2 separate regions of the Mus musculus genome follow, and region 2 is linked to region 1. Evidence: chromatin contacts called from public HiChIP or PLAC-seq data. All regions are on one chromosome and are shown on one strand. The core of a region is the stretch at or near the end of the contact, and the rest is flanking DNA. Distances in the headings are between cores, read along the strand shown.

Region 1 (2,979 bases), core at 171-2,670:
CCATGCCTTCCTGTGGAGATGGACTGTCCTCTGAAGATGGGCCAAAATAAACCTCCCCTCCTTTAAGGTGTGTCTTTAAGGTCGGATACTTTGTCACAGCCACAAGAAAAGTAACTAAAGTCACAGCAAAAATAACTTTATAATTCTTAAGAAAAAAACAAAAACAGAAACAAAAAACCAAAACAAAACCCTAGCTTCTTAAAATGAAGCACCTTCCTCTTGGAAAGGACAGACTAAATGTTGAGTTTAAGCTGTGGTAAGGTCTGAGAGAATGTTCTTGGGGATGGCTGCTATAGAGGCAGTGCCCAAGTTGTTGGGGGGTGGGGGGTGGGGAGAAGAAAGGGCAGATAATCAAGAAATAGCACCTTGTTGGCGAGGCCATTGCTTCTCTAAAGTGGATTTGTATAGAGAGGTCCCAGGAGAACCTCGTTAAGATGTTGATAATTTCAAACAGAAGCCTGTCGGGGCAGTGGTGGGGGCGTGGCGTATTCTGCAAGCTCCTAGTTGGTGTTACCGTTGTTCCTGTGAGGACCACGTGTAAGAGGCTAAGGCGTTAAACTGTATTTTTTGTCTCTTTCTGTGCGTGTTCCCCTTTAAATGTCTGCAGGAACACTGAGGGCGAGGCCTCCCAAGGGCATCAGCTGCCTTTGGGGAGTTTAGGAAGTGGAGCAGCGCCCTCTTGAGGCCATAAGGCAGAGGTGCTGGGAAGGAGGTCCACCAAAGGTCTGCGGAATCAAGCCAGGTAGCCATTTCCTAAGCCAAAGGATCGTCTCAGCTCGTTTTCTTAAACGGGCCTCATCATAGAAAGACATGAATCTTGGGAAACAGCTTCAGAAAAATCTTTGCGAGCTTTTGATGCTGCCTGGTGGTGGTGGTGACTTTTTTCTCCATTTCTTACAAATCAGTAGAATGTGTTTATTGCCATATAAATCTAATTTCCCCCTACACTAAATTTCTACCTTAGCAAGATGCAATTGATCTAAGCAGTGTGCTCATGGGGGTATGCCCTCCCTCGCTTGATGGGGACTACCTGCCTATCCCATCCCCCAAGTCCGAGATTCCATCTCCTCCCCACTTCTCCATCTCTCCTGGCTCCTCTGTCTTGACTTTGCCCATAGCCTAGCAGAACTCTCTTGCCTTTGGTCTCTGCTATGGGTGGTCCAAGGTCAAGCATGGTGAATGCAACATTCCAGACTTCCAAACACAACACTCTGGAGAGACCGTTCTCTTTCATAGACCTGTCTGTCCTCCTTTGGTTCAGTTCCATCTTCCTGGCTAGACACCATCCCTCACTGGACTCCCTCGCCGCCCGTGCTAGAGACCATGTTTTCTGCCTTCTGACTCAGTTCCACCCCCCTGGCCAGGCCACACCCTATTTGCTAGGCTCTGCTGCCTTAGCTAGATCACTCCCTTCCGGATATACCTCGCCTTCCAGGGCAGACCTGGTTAGACTCCTCCCTCCTGGATAGATACACAGGCACACAGTTAACCCCCACCTCTGGTTTTCTTCCCTACAGCTTCCTGGTGGAGGAGTTTGGCGGAGGCAGGGATTCAAAGCGATCCCTCAGGGTCGCGCTTCCCAGTTGTTTATGGGTCTCCTGAGAGCAACGGTTCTCACACTGGCCAGTTTCTCTAAAGAGGCAAGTGTTCTCCGAGCCCAACCTGATGACATAGATTTCGGGCCACCCCAGTTCTGCAGAATGCACGTCTCGAGGGAGAAGTCTGGAAATCTGCACTGCCACACTGTTCGCCACTCCGTTTACAGGCAGGCTTGAGAAGTGCAGCTGTGGCTAGCCTAGGACCCAGCCCAGACCCCCGTGGCCATTAGGGACGCCTCCAGTCCAGTCTCCCATCGGCACCCAGCTAACTGCTGCCTCTTTTCTCACTTAGAAGATTGAGGCCATCTGTTGCGAGCTTCCTGCATTTCCTGCCCCCATCCTTGACATTCTCCACATTTCCCAGTTTGCCTCCTTCTCCTTTCTTAGAAAATAAACATCTTCCCATGGCTGGATTTCTACCCTCCTTGACCATCTCCTCTGAAACGATGACCCCCCCTCCCCCTTTGATTCTTTCTCTGTACATTTTGGTCTTTTTCTCACCAATGGATTTTTCTTTTTCTCTTTTTTTCAATTAAAAAAAATTGCCTTATGTCTTTTTCTAAATCACAAAACATCTCTCAGTAAGTTGGCTTCTCCCTCAAGCTGCCAGCTCTCCTCCCACTTCCTTCATGAGAGCATCTCATCTCTGCATGGGTCTCAGCCTAGCACTTCCCCTTTCTGATCTCACAGGGTGCCGGGTCAATGCTGTGCAAAACCCCTGCCAAGAGCCTGATTCAGTGCCCTGAGCCACTAAGCTAGAAATCGGACTTGCAATGCTGAAGACTAGATTCCAGGTTTGTCCTCAGACTGGTTACCTCATGAGTTTTGCTTTCTCAGACATTGCTGCTCAGATCCAAGGCCACATCCTTAGAACCTCCTTACAAGCACACGGCACTTAACCACCATCTGTGTATCTGTCAGCTTTCCATTACCATCACAGAGCACCCGAGCTGATGAATTTATAACAAGCAAAAGGTTACGTTGGTCCATGATTTCAGTCCATCGTCACTTGGTTTTGCTGAACTTGAGCATGTGGCTGATGAAGCTGCCGGTCTCCTAGTGACCAGGAAGCAAAAACCAAACCAAACCAAACCAAACCAGCAACCACCTAAAATCTAATAACCTCATGCAACAGCTTAACTGCCTATCAGGATCCACCTCTTAAAGATTTCACCACTTTCAATTATTAACTCAAGCTGGAGACCAAGCTTCCAATACAGCAGCCTTTTGGGTGACACACAGCTAAGCCACAGCAACGTGAAAACCTAAAGGAAGCCTAAAGAGAATGGATAAAGTGACTGTTGCACATGGTCATGAGAGATGCTGAGCTCTACGAGAGGGTTTCTTTGCACAGACTTTGTGTAAGGACTACCAGGAGCTA
Region 2 (2,979 bases), core at 273-2,772, 570 kb before region 1:
TTGTAAACAATCTAAAAGTGTCCTGTTATAATTTCTAATATAACTAATCTGGTCCTCAGTGGTTTTTTTTTTAAAGTTTGCTTTGTGTTTCTCAATAAATTTTAAGATTATAAAGGTATCCCATGGGAAAATGCCTCAGAACCATTGCTCAGAGCTTTAAGATAGTGTTTCACCAGTGTTTTGTTTAAACACTAACTTGGGTCCTTTGACTTTATGATGATAAATCCGAATTGTGCACATGTAGGAGACAAAGGGGACACATTGTAATTTGTTCCTGAATCGCTCTTCTTGTAAAGAAAACCTGGAGCTCCAACCTCTGAAGAAAACTTCTCCGCTGGCCTCTGGAATTCACAGCCTTTTGGCCCTGAGAATAGGACTTCTCACGTGTCAGGTAAAAAACAAAATAAAGAAATCAAGCAAATACTTGAGCTGGAGTGAACTGAGAGAGGCTGTGAAAGGTAGCAGGATTAAGTCGCAGGAGAAGGAAAGACAGAGTCAGACCTCTAGCTGCTCCCCAGGCTTCAGGCTTCGAGCTGCTTATCTTTGATGTTCAGTACTAACAAGTGATTGTAGTCAGATGGAAAGATACAGTGGTAAGGAACAAGGATAGTAACTAGCCATCTAGTACTTCCTGTTTCCAGTGTAGTTGTCTTTTATTCTAAGCCAGTCTGCTCTCAGTGAGTGTTCACATTAATAAGTTGCTTGCCTAATTAAAATGTAGTTGGGGGCAGCAACTGTATACATTGGTAGAATGAACAATGAAGTAACGGTGTTGGAGAAGTGGCTCAGGAGTTAAGAGCCATCATCCCACAGAACCCAGGTTCGATTCCCAAGATCCACATGGAGATCAGAACCGCCTATAATTTCAGTTCCAGGGGATCTAAGCACTCTCCTGGCCTTTGTGGGCATCTGACATACATGGAGGCAAAAACCCATATATCCATAGATAGAATAAATGAGTAATTTTTAAATGAAGTATTAATGAGTTCAAATCCCAGCCTTACATATGGTGACTATGTGACTTGTTCAAGGAACATAACGTGTCTCAGCCAGTTTCCTTAATGGGGAGCTCCATTTGCTTCTGTCCTGGGCAGCAACTGCATTCAACAAAAATGATACAACAGGGCGTGTACTTGCAAGATTGTCAAATAAGGCCCTCCCCCCACCCTGTTCCCCTACCCACCCACTCCCACTTCTTGGCCCTGGCGTTCCCCTGTACTGGGGCATATAAAGTTTGCTAGACCAAGGGGCCTCTCTTCCCAATGATGGCCAACTAGGCCATCTTCTGCTACATATGCAGCTAGAGACACGAGCTCTGGGGGTACTGGTTAGTTCATATTGTTGTTCCACCTATAGGGTTGTAGACCCCTTCAGCTCTTGGGCAGTATGTCACCCGCCTTCTCAGCGGATCATACCCCATCTCAAATAACTACTTCCTGTTTGCCTGTTCTATGTCTCCCACCCCACTCTCTCTTCTGTACCTGATGCAGAATCAAGCCCATAATGAGCTCGCAGCAAGTATCTGCTGACTTCCTGACCATCCCCGGAAGTGTCCACATTTACTGTCCCTGACATGTTCCGGTCAACCTTGCATCATTCCCTGCCATTTAGACATTTAACTCAGAAAAACAAAGCAAGCTTTGCAAGAGCTGACCTCCTTGTCCCAAGTTTCACAGATAAGCAGCAGAACACAACACAAACCTTTAGACATTAGACCTCTAGGTTATCTTGCTACAGTTATCTTCATCCTGGCTACTCTCGAACTACCTAGTTGCTATATTGTTCAGGATGTCTGGCCTTTCTAATGTGTCAGAGGTACCAATTTATCCCAGGTTTGAATATGTAAACTGGCCAGGCTAAGGAGCAATGTACATATGAATATATAAGCATCCATTTATCATAGATGAGGGTTAACAGTATACTACCCTCTCTTACTAGCAATCTATGGACATGTGTGAATCTACATAATAACTCTATTAACTCTTGTCTTAACTTTTGTATTATCTCTTAGTGAAGTGATGAAGAGCATTTGAAGCATGGGATTCAGTGTGGTTTACCTTCTTTGGCCCCTTATTTCTAAACAGTCCTCCTCCTCCGTTTTAGCTTCAGTGAAAACCTTTCAATCTAGTTTCTCAAACCATTATCCTTAGGACCTTGCCACGCCTGATGCTGAGCTTTGCCAAGAGAGTAAGAAAGCTAATGACATAATGCTGCAAAGACTGAAGGACTGTCAGCTTAAAAAGAAGGACTTAGATAAAGAGGTACTGTGTTCTTCTTTTCTAAAACCTGATTCAGTTTACTGGGAAGAGCTAGCTAAAACATCACAGAACAACGGTTGCTCCTAAAGTTCTGGATTTGTTTAAAAAGTGCTTGGGGACCAGACTAGCTTAAATTGTGCCTTTTAGAAGTAGATCCGATATCTAACATTTGACTTATTTACAACTTAAATCTCCATTGGAAAGTTTCATTCACATGGGGTTGATGAGATGGCTCAGTAGCTAGGAATGGGAGCCAGGACACCCGGAGTCTCAGGAGTTGGTTCTTGCTTTCCACCACGAACTCCGTGGACTGAACGGGACTCAGCATTCAGCTAACTAGGATGTCTTATACCAAAAGGCGGCCAAGAGAAAGCAGCCAGGGTTCCATGTGTCTTGGAGGAGTCACAAAAGCTGCGCATCAGTTCCCCTGCACTAAATAGTGATCACAGGGTGAAGGGCCATCTGCCAGTTCAGTAAAACCACTTGTCCATAGAAGTTGTATTGAGGGAGTCATGTACCAAAGTCCCACCCACCAGAAAGCAGGCAGGTGTTCAGTCTAAACAGTGAGTCATCCTTTGGAGGGGCAGTAGACACCCCAGACGATGCAGGGTTCCAGGTGACTTGCTTGTTTTGCTAAGCATAGCAGTCTTGGACCCTCTGTAGAAACTCTTCGTCATGGAAGTGGTAAAACTATGCTATCATTTAAAGATTGGCCTTTGTG

The links. HiChIP or PLAC-seq counts read pairs in DNA pulled down with a chosen protein or histone mark.
Region 2: an H3K27ac HiChIP or PLAC-seq map of acute myeloid leukemia shows a contact between it and region 1, with 6 times the contacts expected there. The contact joins two enhancer-like sites. A contact is called at or near these places in 3 of 15 datasets of contacts at CTCF or cohesin (embryonic stem cells, large pre-B cells and stem cell-derived epiblast-like cells), 1 of 484 Hi-C or Micro-C datasets (nephron progenitors) and 14 of 115 datasets of contacts at active chromatin or transcription factors (the 230-238 cell line, acute myeloid leukemia, craniofacial prominence and 9 more).

The regions. Positions count from the first base shown.
Region 1 is chr13:37,451,007-37,453,985 of GRCm38.p6, reverse strand. No RefSeq gene overlaps it. Among named protein-coding and RNA genes, the nearest start is that of Gm4035, 17 kb to the right of the region's middle. Within about 2 kb of position 1,420, at least 268 of the 459 cell types and tissues checked have an H3K27ac peak or open chromatin away from gene starts, as enhancers often do. A contact at or near this core is called in acute myeloid leukemia, where this site is marked.
Region 2 is chr13:38,016,579-38,019,557 of GRCm38.p6, reverse strand. Cage1 (cancer antigen 1) reads left to right here. Exons shown (of 13, transcript NM_027724.2): 6 at 245-391; 7 at 2,151-2,261. Among named protein-coding and RNA genes, the nearest start is that of Cage1, 19 kb to the left of the region's middle. Within about 2 kb of position 1,522, at least 7 of the 459 cell types and tissues checked have an H3K27ac peak or open chromatin away from gene starts, as enhancers often do. A contact at or near this core is called in acute myeloid leukemia, where this site is marked.